2 separate regions of the Mus musculus genome follow, and region 2 is linked to region 1. The links are chromatin contacts, called in public Hi-C maps. All regions are on one chromosome and are shown on one strand. The core of a region is the stretch at or near the end of the contact, and the rest is flanking DNA. Distances in the headings are between cores, read along the strand shown.

Evidence for each region. Hi-C and Micro-C count contacts between places; a contact is called where the count stands out from the background.
Region 2: a Hi-C map of bone marrow-derived macrophages shows a contact between it and region 1, with 2.0 times the contacts expected there. The contact joins the enhancer-like site here to the promoter of Gpr141 in region 1. A contact is called at or near these places in 3 of 484 Hi-C or Micro-C datasets (bone marrow-derived macrophages, group 2 innate lymphoid cells and nephron progenitors) and 2 of 9 other capture datasets (adipose tissue and liver).

The regions. Positions count from the first base shown.
Region 1 is chr13:19,821,675-19,828,773 of GRCm38.p6, forward strand. It overlaps Gpr141 (G protein-coupled receptor 141), which reads right to left and starts at 2,583. Exons shown (of 5, transcript NM_181754.4): 1 at 2,456-2,583.
Region 2 is chr13:19,879,496-19,886,594 of GRCm38.p6, forward strand. No RefSeq gene overlaps it. Among named protein-coding and RNA genes, the nearest start is that of Gpr141, 59 kb to the left of the region's middle. Within about 2 kb of position 3,631, at least 17 of the 459 cell types and tissues checked have an H3K27ac peak or open chromatin away from gene starts, as enhancers often do. A contact at or near this core is called in bone marrow-derived macrophages, where this site is marked.

The DNA.
Region 1 (7,099 bases), core at 1,333-3,832:
TAAATAAAGCAACACAGAAAGCTTTTCCAAATACATTTGACATATATTCCTCCATTATTCCTAATGCTGACAATCAAGGGGATTCTAAAGGTATATTTGGTGACATGTAGGACATGTGGTATCATTTCAGCACTGTGACACCTCTGGTCTCAGTTACACAATTACTTCTGTTTCCTTAGGGTTTTGTGGATTCCAAAGTTGTGTAAGAATATATCAAAGTGAACAATTTTTTTCTAAGATCCCATTTACTATTTGGCAAAAGAGTAACACAAAAGAAAATACTTTTACAATAAAAAAGAAATACTTGAGCAGTTTTGGAATTTTTCTCAAGTCTCCTTGAAGGACATCATTAATTTGAACAGACTAACATTTTTATCATATCTAGACTTATTATTGCAGTGACAGCATACAATGTTACTTATGGTGCTAACACAAAGGCTTTCACATAGTAAATACTAAAAACTTTGCAGGGCTTGCTGAGTCTCACATTGGAAGAGCATTTTCATGAATAAGTCTGATTTTCTTCACATGAGCTAGAATTTAGGCCACTGTGGTATTTGAAAAGGTCTGTATACCTTTTCTTCCCATTAAAAAACATTTTTGCATCCCCTCAAACTTTTGTAGACAAATTCAGGTGATAGGTAAATCACCCTATAGACAATCCAGTGCTAAAATGAACAATTCTGGTGACCTCTTACTTTAAAATTATGAAAAATGACAGTGGAGAATGGGGACCCTGGGGCAAAGACGTTTGTTCCCTAAGCTCCAGCCACCTTTCTTCTCTCTTTTGTATCTGCTGTGAACTAAGAACAGTTGTTGTGGTTTTAATGTTTCATTTTAAATGGACACATGAATACTAACATGTTGCCTTCAACTTTCCTCAGCCTTCACAGCATAAAATGATTATTATGCAGCCTTTATTTAAAAAAAAAAAGTTTGTCAAACTTTTCTGGCCTAGAAGGTTTAGATAATATTTCTCCAACCAAACAGGATTTTGACAAACAGAATTGCCACCCCCTGATTGATCACCAGCTGCTCTTCCTGTTCTGCCTATTGACTAAGGTACTAACTTATAAATTGATTTAGAAAACAGGATAAGGAGTTGTAAAACTGAAAAAGTAATTTCTCAATTATATTCTGTAGCTGTGAGGAAACTGAAGCACAGTGAATTTAGTGACTTGCAAGAATACATTTAGAAAAAGGACAGAGCTAGCTTTGTAGAGTCAGAGAGTGACTTTTTTTTTTTTTTGCATTTCTAGTCACTTTAATAGTTGTATGAATGCATCAACAAAATTGCAAATCACAGAGTGATATACATAGATATAAAGACACACATGGAAGCATACTTTGAAGTACACATGGATTCATTGATAAAGTAAATTCACATGATGCAACAATCCCCTCTCTTTGCATGTACCTAAGGACATGAAGGGAGTATCATGGAGAGATGTGAGCATCTCCATGTTCACTATTACAATATTTCAACAGCCAAAATTAACAATGTCCATCCATAGATCAGTGGTAATGAAAATATAAAGACATAAATATAGTAAAAATTACTCCTTTGTCTAAAATAAAGGGGTTTTTCTATCTCTACCAGCACATATGAGCCCAGAGGACAATCCACTAAGTAAAACAAGACATACAAAAAAAATGACAAATATTATATCATTGAGAATGACTGTTTTTAAAATATTATCTTATTTCATTCCACATATTGGAAGTATACCATTAGTTGTATATAAGAGATAATGGCATTTTCAGAAAATAAAATTAATTGTACAGGTGTTTATTTATGAGTTCAAAAATTAATTTTAGAGTGTTTCTGTCACATAACTTAAAATTGGGATGACAAGGAGTGTAGTATGCTGAGAGTTCAGTTCAGTGACCAAGTGCTTCCCTTGCCTAAGCAGGCCCTGGGTTTCACGCCCAGAAATTCAAAAGTAAAACAACACACAGATTATTTTGAGCCAATTTCTTTAGAAATTTCTCAGGATGTGATTGCTATGATAATTTTTTTGTATTGATTAGGGTTATCAGAATGGTTCCAAATGAAATATGATGACATTGTCAATAAAAGCATTAAAGGGACTTTATACTAAAAACCACATCATTTTAAAGGTAAGTCTCTAAATAACTGTCTATAAATCTAACACCAAGTCCTCTATGATGCTGTAACTGGGATTCATTTCTGTTTCTCTTTTGGGACAAATTCTGAAATAAGTGTGTCCACTTTAATACCTAATACAAACTTGACTTCATTTTCAGAAGATATGTCACACACAGGAAGGAGAAGGCAATTCTTTTTAGAACAGAGCTTTGTGGTAAAAATCGAGGAGCTTTCTTTTCATAGCACTTGGTTCTGAAGATTCCAAATTAGACCCAGAAAACAACAGGAGGCCTGTTTTTATCAAGGTCATTGCAGAAACCTTTACCCCAGTACTTCAACACTTACCTTAAAAGCCAGATTTCCAGTATGAGTTGCTGAGTCGGGTTACCGGTCTAAATTCCAGAGAGGCTCTCCAGCAGCAGGGCTGTCTTGGCACATCCACCCTCCTTGTTCACAAAGTCTGTAAACTGACCACTGTGCAAAAGGAAGCTCAAGGGTTCTGTGTTCTTCAGGGTGTCATCAGACCACAAAACCTCAAAGCCATTTCAAGCACACTAGCACGAAAAATGCCAAGCATTTAAGGATGAATAGTCCAAAGTGAAAAAAAAAAATGACAGGAAGGCCTACTGTCAAGAAATGTTTATTAAGGTTTGTTGATTACTCTGTTAAGTATTTCTTATCAAACTTTATAGAGAATATGAAATAAAGGCGATATTATGAAAAACAGAAACAAGAGATGAGCCATGTATTATGTTAAGGGTGAAGTATTTTTTCTGTCTCTGTGTGTCTGTCTGTCTGTCTCTGTCTCTGTCTCTGTCTCTCTCTCTCTCTCTCTCTCTGTCTCTCTCTCTCTCTCTCTCTCTGTCTCTCTCTCTCTCTCTCTCTCTGTCTCTCTCTCTCTCTCTCTCTCTCTCTCTCTCTCTCTCTCTCTGTGTGTGTGTGTGTGTGTGTGTGTGTGTGTGTGTGTGTGTGTGTGTGTAAAATATTTTCTACACAGGTGACCCAGGGCTCCTTCTCTTCTAACTTTGGTGGTTAGTTCAGTATTAATATTTTCACTAATATACAGCAGTGACCAAAATACTCTACTCATGTCACAGATTAATAGAAAGCTTTCAATCTAAACATATTCTAGCAATGGATGAAGAATGCATTTGTGCATGGTGACTTTTTTATTTATTGATTTATTGTTGTTATTGTTGATGATGATGAGTGTTTAAGACACTGGGAAAGAAGATATGGAAAGTGTTAGAGAGAAAGGATGGGAGGGAATGCACCACAGTGCATGTGTGGAGGTCAGAGGACAACTTGGCAGAGTTAATTATCTTCTTCCAAATTGGTTCCAAAGACTGAACTCATCACAGGCCTGCATCCTAAACACGTTTACTCACTGAACCATTCAGTCCCGATTCACTCTTTAAATTTCAACAGAATCTTTAAATAAATAAATAAATAAGTAAATAAACAAATTTATACACACAATTATAAAGATATTATACTGTTTTGAAAGTAAGTTCTTTGTGCCATATGTGCATTATGTCAATATCATTAACTTTGAATTATTTTATTTTTTATTTAAATTATATAATTTTGCTTATTTTTTATTATTTAAAAATATTTTTAAATTTAAATATATTATGACCATATTCATCCCCTTTCCCCAAGTCTTTTCAGATCTTATCCCTCCTCCTTACCCATGCAAATTTAATTCTTTCTTAAAAAATAAGCAAAAATCTAATCAACAACAAAACTCCCCCAAACCAAGAAAGTAAAATAAAAATAAATCCAAAAATAAAAAACAAGGAACAAAAAGAAACATCAAACCATAGCCAAATAAAAGCATACACACAGGAAAAACAAAACCTGAAAAGTCCATTATATGTTAGTTAACTACTGAACATGGGGTCTATTCTGGAGTGGTTGATAAACCCAGTGTCACTCTATCAGAGAAACCTGTTTTTCTCTCTCAGCAGGTATAGGTGACAGTTCAGTTTTTAACCTATACCCTAGTGGCTAGGTGTTCATTCATTCATTCACTTTCTAAAATCATAACAAAATAAAATATAATAACTGTTGTGTTTTATAAAAAGATAAAGAGAGAAATTTATTTGGTAGGCTGTGCAGTCAGGTGTGGGGGAAGGGGGATGCCTCCGAGGGCCCATGCTGAGGCATCCCTTCCCCCTGAGGGACCAGCCACATGATGGTATAGTATAGAAAAGAGTTTATTCAGGGCATGGGGAGAGGAGTTAAGAGGATAGTAGAGACAGAGTTGGGGGGGCTGCCTTGAGCACGAGGAGAGAGAGGGGGTAGGGGAATGGGAAGAGAAGGGGAAGGAGCTAGAGGACAGAAGGGAGCAAGAAGGCAAGAGCAAGAGAGAGCAGAGAGGCGAGCAGTCCTTTTTATAGTGAGTCAGGCATAACTGGCTGTTGCCAGGTAGCTGTAGAGAGGAGCTTAGACAAAACATTAACAATAAGATAAAACAAAACTATAATATCATAGTTTGGCAAGACAAACCAATAGAAGGAAAAGATCAAGAGAAGCCACAAAAGTCATTAACTCATTTGTTTGCACACTCAGGAACCCCATAAAAATACTAAACTGGAAGCTATAATGTAAGCACAGAGGACGTGGTGCAGACCCGTGTTGGTCCTGTGCGTGCTGCCTCCATCTCTGAGTTTATATGAGCCTTGTTCGTGTTGATTTAGAAGGCCTTGTTTTCTTGGTGTTCTCCATGCTCTCTGGCTCTTATCCTATTTCCACCTCCACTTCCATGGGGTTCTTGAGCTCTGTGGTGGAGTGGGTGGGGAGTAGAAGGCATCCCATTTAGGGCTGAGGGTCCAAGGTTTCTCACTGTCTGCATGTGTGGCTGCAAGAGGAAGATTCTGTGATGATGGCAGAGCAAGGCACTGATTGACATGGATAGCACGATGTCACTAGGAACCATTCTATCACATTTGCTTTTCTTTTTATAGACCAATAGTATTTGATTTTACCATAGGTCTCTGGGCTATCTAATCTCAGTATCAGATATAGGGTCCATCTCCTGGAGTGGGCCTTAAGGCAATTTTTAATATAATCATTACTTTGTAAATCGTGTAATAGTCTATAAGCCTATGAGTTAGTTATAAAATTTGTTTTTAACCAACATCTTAGACACACCTGCATTTTAAGCTATATTTAGATGTATTTGTATTTTAAAATATGTTAGAGGCACCAAGTTGATACTAACCTTGAGTTCGTGTTACTTTACAGGCCCTAGTTAGATGTAACTTGATCATTTCTGGTGGTTTCTGATCTCCTTTACAGGGCTAAGATGGTAATTGTTTCAGCCAGCTTCTGGCAATCCATTCCTAGTTTAAGTAACTAACTTTGTAGTTTGAAGAGAAGGAACTTTACATCAGGAAAGTATTGAATTTCAGCAGTCATGTTTCATATCTGCACATGAGTAAAAATGTTGGTCACTAAAAAGACCTGTGGTTGGAGGTATTTCAATTTTTTGATATCCATAGTATCTGCAGATTAAGGAAGATGGAGGGATCTAGAGAGGGGCACTCTTTCGCAAGTTACTGAGGCACTTAAGGAACAAAACCTGCAGTGCGAGACATAAACAAGTGCCTGATTTCTAAGCATGCTTCTCTCAAGGAAGTGTGAGTCCCAGCTTAGCACTGAGGACTTGAGCAAAAAGAGACCAGAGGCACTAGATAGAAAAGACACCAACATGGGAACAGTATGAGAGCAGTGAGCCCCTTCTTACCATATGAAACTGAGTGTGCTACACTAGAAGGCATGAACTAGAAGTGTGAATCTCAAATATAGACAATTATGTGGTCACTTGAAAGATTAGGGACTTGGCACTATCCCCACAGCTACACTTGCACAGCAGGAAAAAATCTGCCCTCTGAATGATGATATCATATCGATTAGTTAATTCTGGTCTTCTGTAAAGTTAATCCAGGCAGCTATCCAGACAGGGCAAGCACTCTGCTTGTGCAGAAGTAGAGCTGCCACCTGGGATGACTGCTAACACACCTTCCAACCAGCTCCTTGTTTCAGTTTAGTTTGTTTTGTTTCTTTATGTGTTTGTCTCAGATAGGACCGTTTAAAGCAAACCACAGTGAACATGTTTAAACCGTGAAATACGTCTGCTAAGAGAGTATACTTTCTTTCACTGAAATCTAAATAGTGACTCTCTGGCCTGGAGACATTCCTGACTAACTTTTTAAAACATGCAATTATGAGACATGATTATGAACTGCATCTGTGCATGAACATGTCTGTAACTACATGTGATGACCAGTCTCTCCAGTATTAATGTGTGTATATCTTTCCAGCAAAATCCATTTTTTGATTTGTTTAGAGAGATGCTGATTTAGGATCTACTGCTATTTCCTCTTCTTACTTTCTTACAACTACTCTGTCTGTGTGTGTGTGTGTGTGTGTGTGTGTGTGTGTGTGTGTGTGTGTATGTGCACACACGCACGTGATCTCACCCATGTGTGGTGTGTCTATGTTCTGAGGATTAACCACAGGGACTCTACCACTGAGTTACACCCCAACCCTCTTCCCTCTCCCACTTCCTCTTTGCTTCATTGACCAATGACATACCAAATAGAGATAAATAGAAAATAGAAACAAATGCCCAAAGAGGTCTGGATGTGATTAGCTTGAAAGTAACTAAACTAGTTTGAAGAACAGAAATGAAATAAGAAGTGTTTCTACTGGACTCTACTCTTCAAATGAAATAGAAAATTAAAAAATAATGCAACTAAAATTAAATACTCAATTTATAAGAAGTAATGTGGAAGAGAAGCCAGAATTCATGTCTGAAGAAAGCAGCAGGCTGAAGGACAATTGTGGAAAAACATAAAATAGTAATTATGTAACAATCACAAAAGAAGTATCTCTTATGCCTATAATCAGTACCTGAGAAAGAACTTGGTAGAAGTGATGTTTTAAGAGGTAATAAATGAAGAGCTTCCATCTCTAGAAGAA
Region 2 (7,099 bases), core at 2,381-4,880, 59 kb after region 1:
GACCAGAAACAAAAGACCTTCTTGTGTCCTTTTTTATTCAATCATTGTTTCATTCAAGCTTTATCTATTTATTATCTTTGCCATATATTTACTTCTTTCCTAAGTAACTTTTTTTCTGTTTTATTTCTTTCACTTATTATTTTTTGAGAATTTTGAACATGTGTGCCTTATTTGCATCATGTCCACCCCTACCACTGTCCCCTGACTTCTGCTACCACAACCTCCCTCTCAAATTCATGACCCCAATTTTTAAGTTAATACTGTTATGTGCACACAGACACACATGAATACTATACTAAATTTAATAGGTATTGTATATTGGATAGATTTTCTGGTTAAATGTTTTATATTTATTTTAAATTTCTCAAAAAGTCTTGAAATTCTTAATAAACTTTTCAGTAACTGTAAAAAATAAAGAATTCTAGTAATCAATGCATATGAAACAAATGCAATGTCTTTTAAAAACAAAACAAAACTTCAGTGGGCTGGAACTATGACCAAGTATAGAGTGCTGGCTACACAAGTGTATGGATGAGAGTTCAGATCCTCATCTCCTAAAACATAGCATCAGCACGGCAGCTTCCCTACAAACTCACCACTAGATGGACAAAGACACAGGGCCCAGGGCAGGTGGGTGACTACCCAGACTGGTGAGTTCTAGACACAAGTGAAAGACTCAGCCTCAATATGCAGCCCCAATATGCAGGTGGAGAAAAATCAAAGAAGACTCCAGACACCAACTTCTGCCTATACCATACATGTGCCACACACACAGACACACACACACATTTTCTAGTAGAGGCAATTGAATTACAAGAATGTATTGACTTGTACAGTCTTCTCACACAATCAGTGATAAAGCCAAAATCCTGGCTTCTGACTCTGCGTCATCCCATTTCTCTGGAGTGCTCCTGACAGTGAGAGGCTGGAATCAACCCTAGTCATTTCATTGCCGGTCAAGGTTATAGGACCTTATCCAAAGCTGCTTCCTAGTGGTGACCAGGGAGACAACCATTTTGCAGAAACGCTGCCTCTCTTCCTACAAAAGTCTGTGATGGTGTCGCAGGGGGAGCTATTTCCTCTCAGGATTTTTGTTTGTTTACTTATGTTAAAAACAGAATTTTAATGAAAGATGCCTTTGAGGGATAATATGCTGCTTAAAAAAAAATCATTTTTTTCCCAGCTTATAACCTAAAGGACTCTCCGAAGACATGGAAACCTCACAAAATTGCACCATAAAAGACTCTAATGCAGTGTGTGTGGCACACCCCTGTGAGAGTCGGGGGTGCAGTGTGTGTGGCACACCCCTGTGAGAGTTGGGGGTGCAGTGTGTGTGGCACACCCCTGTGAGAGTCGGGGGTGCAGTGTGTGAGACACACCCCTGTGAGAGTCGGGGGTGCAGTGTGTGTGGCACACCCCTGTGAGAGTCGGGGGTGCAGTGTGTGCGACACACCCCTGTGAGAGTCTGGGGTGCAGTGTGTGCGACACACCCCTGTGAGAGTCTGGGGAATGTAGGAGAGCTTTGAAAAAGCAGAATCTGGATAGAATTAGCTCCCTCATGCAAACACCTGCACACACAATCAATAACATGACGACAAAGGCTGGATGCTCACCCCACACGGGCTGGGCAAACAAGAGCACTGATGCTCCTGGCCATGACTAGGCTAAAGAGAGCTGTCACAGTGGAAAGAGCAGGACCAATCCCCTGAACTGAGCTCCACCAACCAAAACAGACAGGTGAAACAGCTAAGGACATTTATATATTCCTTATTTCTATGTGGTTTAGTAAAAATAGCACAATCGCTTCTCGGCCTTTTGGCTAAGATCAAGTGTAAGAATAGCACAAGCACTGTCCCAGGTCATTGGAATGCCTACAGGGTACTTACAAATCTTCCGGATGGATTTAAAGAAAACATATATGTGCACATGATACATGAAAATATAAAACATAACACACACACACACACAACAGTATTATAGTTTGAATCTTGAATGTTCCCCAAGAGGCCTAGTAGCTGAAGGTTTATTCAGTCTTATTATTGGGTGATGGTAGAACTTTTAAGAGGTGGTACTTAACCTGTGAAAGTTAGGCTGTTGGAGGGGATACTGGGACTCTGACTCTTTCTCTCTGCTTTTTCCTGACACTAAGCGTACAGGTTTATTCTCCAATGAACATGAACTTCCACCATGACACACTGTGACAACGGATAAAAGCAAACAATAGTCCTACCTGCTGTAATACCTACAAACCACAGCAATAGCCAGAATGACCAGATATCCCAAAAGGTTCAGTAGAGTCATTATAGCCTAGGGAGTATGCAATAGCTATCTGTTCCAACAGGAAGAAGTGTAGGATTCACAGTGTAAATCCAGCCCAATACCCATGGCTAGTAAGGCCAGGGGCCCTAGATAGGTTCTAACTATAGAACTATTATTAGCCCTAAACCAGTATACTTCCTAACTTCCTTCTAAATGCTTCTCCATATACCCACAGCTAAGCGTAGCTCTTTCCTGTCATCAAGAAGCTTCTTTGTGAAGCAGGAAGAGACCATTACAAAAAAAACCACAACTTGTCAAAATCCAGGGATCAGCTGGCCATGGAGCGTCCGATATCGGTTAATGTACTACAGCCCCTCTAAACTAAGGCTCAGGGACGTCTTAGAAGAAGGGGTAGAAAAATAGTAAGAGCCACAGAACCAGGATGTCTTCTGTGAGATTGTGCCTTCCATGAGTGATAGGGAAGCTGCACCCAAGGGATTAATGATAATAGGAAGTGACCTGCAGACATGGAGGATGTAAATCTCACGAGAACCCACCTCTAGATGAAGAACTACAAACAAGCAGGGGCTACTACAAACGGCAGAATCAGTTTTGTCCAATGCTAAGCCCTAGGAGAGGTTAATCCCAAGTGCTCAACTCTAAACATATATATACACCTGCACAATACTAAATGAACTCAACATGTTGTATGTATGAATTTGTATGTATGTGTACATATGTAACAAGAATTACAGAATAAGAAATCATGAATTTGTGGAGTAAGAGGCCATGGGAAGTGTTGAGGAGGAGAGATTTTTATATATGAAAATCTCAAAAGAAACCACATATAGTATACTAACATAATGTGTGTGTATGTATTATGTATATATATATGTATATATTGTGTAAAGTGTAAAATGTATAAAGCATATATTTTTCTGTTTATATAAAACACTTAACACATTATTTATGCACTCAGTCACTCAGTGCCTAATAAATGCTGATTAAGGTTTTCTTTGCTCTGTTTTCTGCTTCTCAACTTGATTTTTCCCTCAAATACTCTGAATCCCTTTTTCTATTTTGCATTTAAAGCACATATCCATGGGTTAAAGAAATCGTATGGCGCCTGCTACTTGAATAGGCAGGCAGCAATGCCTCTATCAGCCCGGCACCCTTCCACTTCGGAAGGTAAGCAAATGGAGTGGGCAGCTTCTAAGGTTCATTGCCTCACCTTGGAGACTCAGACACACAGGCAAACAATCTAGAGGGGTGCAACAGTTCCCTTGTCTCCTGCAGCCTTATCGCCTGAGCAGCCCGCAGCACTTCCTTGTCCTGAGGCTGCTTAATATCAGCTGTGGTGTTGCCCAATGTTTGGGCCAGATTCCTTCCCCAGATGATAAGCCCATTATTTGCTCTAGCAATATGTGAAGCTGTGTGTCACTGAACCAAGGCCAACCCTCCTTTGCCTAGGAGTTTGTAGTGGTGCTTTCTCACCTCCAAAGCTTTGGAATAACTGCTACAGCCCTGTATAATCAATGCTAAAATATCAACAGGATGATAGTAAAGACTAAATTAGTAAAGCAAGAAGCCTGTGGGCAAAGACCAGATGTCCTTGTAACGTTTCGCCAGCAAAACACACTCGGACAACCAGATCCTTCTACGGCAAAGCTTTATTGCTTACTTCTCAGGAAGACCCCCAACCCGGAAAATGGAGCTGTTTAAATACCCCTCTGTGTGACGTGTCAGCTCCTGATTAGCTGCTCACCCATCACCCCACTATTACACCCCGGGATGGGCAGTGACTTGGCACTAATTTACTCCAGCACCTGCGCACATTGCTTGTTTACTAGTTAGGCACTGTAGAAGCCAGCGCCATCTTGTAATGTCGATTGTGCACGGCTTCCCACAACCAGACTGGAAAGCACTTCAACAAGAATGAAAAACACAGGCAGAACAAAGGACCTGTTTCGTCCACCTACCCATGCCTGGAAATCCTAGGGGGTGGTTGGAGTTGAGTATCTCCAATGGCTCTCAGACATTACACAGCTCTACCCTTCTGATCTCAGCCACAACTCGGGGTCACTGGGTTCCCTTGTCATACAGTTCCCCCAAAAGAAACGTGCTATTATTTTAAAGCATGTGTTGTAGGTTGCACTTGTGTGTGTGTGTGTGTGTGTGTGTGTGTGTGTGTGTGTGTGTGTGTGTACTTGACAAATATCCATCTTTTTCACAACCCATCCTTTCAGGCTGCTCAAGCAGTATGTGATTTCTCCAATGTGTCACCTTACTTTGAATGCCGTGCCTGACACACAGTACATGACATGCATTTGTTGAATAGTATGATTTCAGTAGTGACCCTGCAAAATGAATCATTTAGATAAATATTCCTAACCTCAACTAGAATCATGCTGAGAATGTGCCAGCACAGCAGGGCTTTGCTGGAGCCGTGTGTAAAGTAGCCAAGGCCTTTGGAAAAGCCTAGATTGTCAGACTGGATCCTGGTCAATCCATGTCTCTTACAGCCCATTTTGTATTCTATACCTGTGCTAACATGCATCCAAATCCCAGGAAAACACAAATTATTCTCTGCTCAATGACTGCAGTCTTCTTTTTTTAGACAATCAGCACACAGCTAAAAAGCATGCCAGACTCTGTAGCTGCTCTCCGATGTTGCAGGCATCTTATATCTGCCACTTTCAGAAAGGAAAGGCCCTGTATCTACTTATGCCTATCCCCTAAAGCATCTGCCAGTCTAGCACGTAGCAAGCCGTTCTCTGACTAGTTATTAGCACTTGTCAAAATTTTGCATGCATGACAGACATGGGCGACTTAGAATTTATAAGGATGTATTTTTGTATTTATGTGATTACGAAAAGAAACTAAAGTCAAATCCTGAACAGTGAAAAGCAGAACTCTCAGTGCTACACTAGAAAGTGATGAAACCCAAGGGTTTTTTTGTAGGACTGTGGAGCTGCCTCAGTGGGTGAAATGCTTTCCAGGCAAGCATTACAAACCAAGTTTGAATTCCTGGAAGGCATGAGCCCTGTGTGGTAGCATGAATCTACTACTACTGGTTCTTGTGAGATGGAAGGTGGAGACAGAATATCCTAATGTCCTGGGGCCAGCTACCTGGCATATACAAGAGTGAACAATAAGGAGACCATGTCCCAAACAAGGTGGAAGCTGATGAGCAGCTCCCACGGTTGTCCCATGACTCCCACGGGTATACCACGGTATGAACACATGATGCACGTACAAGTACACTCACACACAAACACACGCTCAGGAACACAATTAGTCACTGAAAACAATGTCCTTTGCTAACTATGCAAAAGTAAACTCCATAGTCTCTAGTGGGTCAAGATAAAGGGGAAATTCTTACAGGGAGGCCTCCAAAAACACAATCTGGGTAATCTCTAGCTTTAGCATGTGAAGCCTCATAGAGTGTGTGTGTGTGTGTGTGTGTGTGTGTGTGTGTGTGTGTGTTTGTGTGTGTGTCGATTGTTCTCAATGGAAAATTATAAGTATAAGAAAATGAAGAATGGTACACGGGACTGCAAGCATCCATTATTTAAGCTTCAATAATTCTGAACAGGAGACATATCTTGTCCCATTTCTATCTCCATCATTCCTCCCAAAATTACATTTTTGAAAAAAATATACTACAGCACTTAATTCACAAATGTTTCAGTCATATATATAAAAACTCTTTTTTGAAAGAATGTATTATTTTCACACCTAAAATCATGGTTTCTTAGTATCTTTTAAATTTCTTATTAAAAATAGATTCTTCTCTCTTACAATACTTCCCAAGCAGTTTTCCCTCCCTCCACTTCCCCAACCTTCAACTACTTCCCCATATCCACTCCACTTCCATTTCCTTTTCAGAAAGAAAAATAATTTAGTATTCTTCATATTTATTGACATCTTGATATATTCAGTTAAAATTCAGATTTTCCAAAAATTCAGATTTTTGATATTGGTTGAATTTCATAGTGTTTGTTTTTGGGGCTGGCTTGTTTGAATCAAAACCCAAGTAAGGCACACCCTTTATCCTGGTTGATCCAGCTCAGAACTTCTATATCCATTCACCTGCAGGCTCCCCACACTCCTCACTATTTTTATTTGTAATCCATCCTGTGATGCAAGTGGGTCCCTTGTTCTCCAGCCTTCTACACACTGGACTTTCTTGGTACGGCACAGCTCATGGCTTCGCCAGCAGTCCTGTCCCTTGTGTTTGCTGAGCCTTTGCAGGTTACAAGAGATTCGGAGTTGACATCTGGAAACAACATTTCATTGCTTCCTGTCACCTGAAAAGATACATAAAATTTTTTGATTGTATTTTCTGTAATAAAACCAGTCATCAGGTTCACCTTAAAGGGTCAATCTGAGCTGTTTCTCTGTTTGCAAGTATATGAGTACGAATGTGGTACCCTAACTTATAGTTAGCTTACAAAGGGCAAAATAAATGTTTTCCTTTCCTTTCTCTTTGTTGGGGAGATTCCTTCCCAGTGGTGTTCATGGGGTTTAAGTTGTGGGTCACAGCACCTATGGACATGTGGATTTAAATATATTTGGTATGCTTCGAGTCATTATCATTAATATCTGTATCAATGGTCTACTTATGCCTTTTTTAAAAGAAGAAGGCTCTCAGGTCTTTTCGATGTGGCCTGAAAGGTTGGCATTGACTTCCTAATCTGCCAGACCAAGGCTCCAGGCTTATTTTGCATAACTGCCATCCCAACATGGACCTGGTCATTTCTCCAGAGAGCACTGGTTCCTTTATGAGAACTGGGATTTAGGGCTGTGGACCAGACACTTGGGATAATCATTTTCTTCA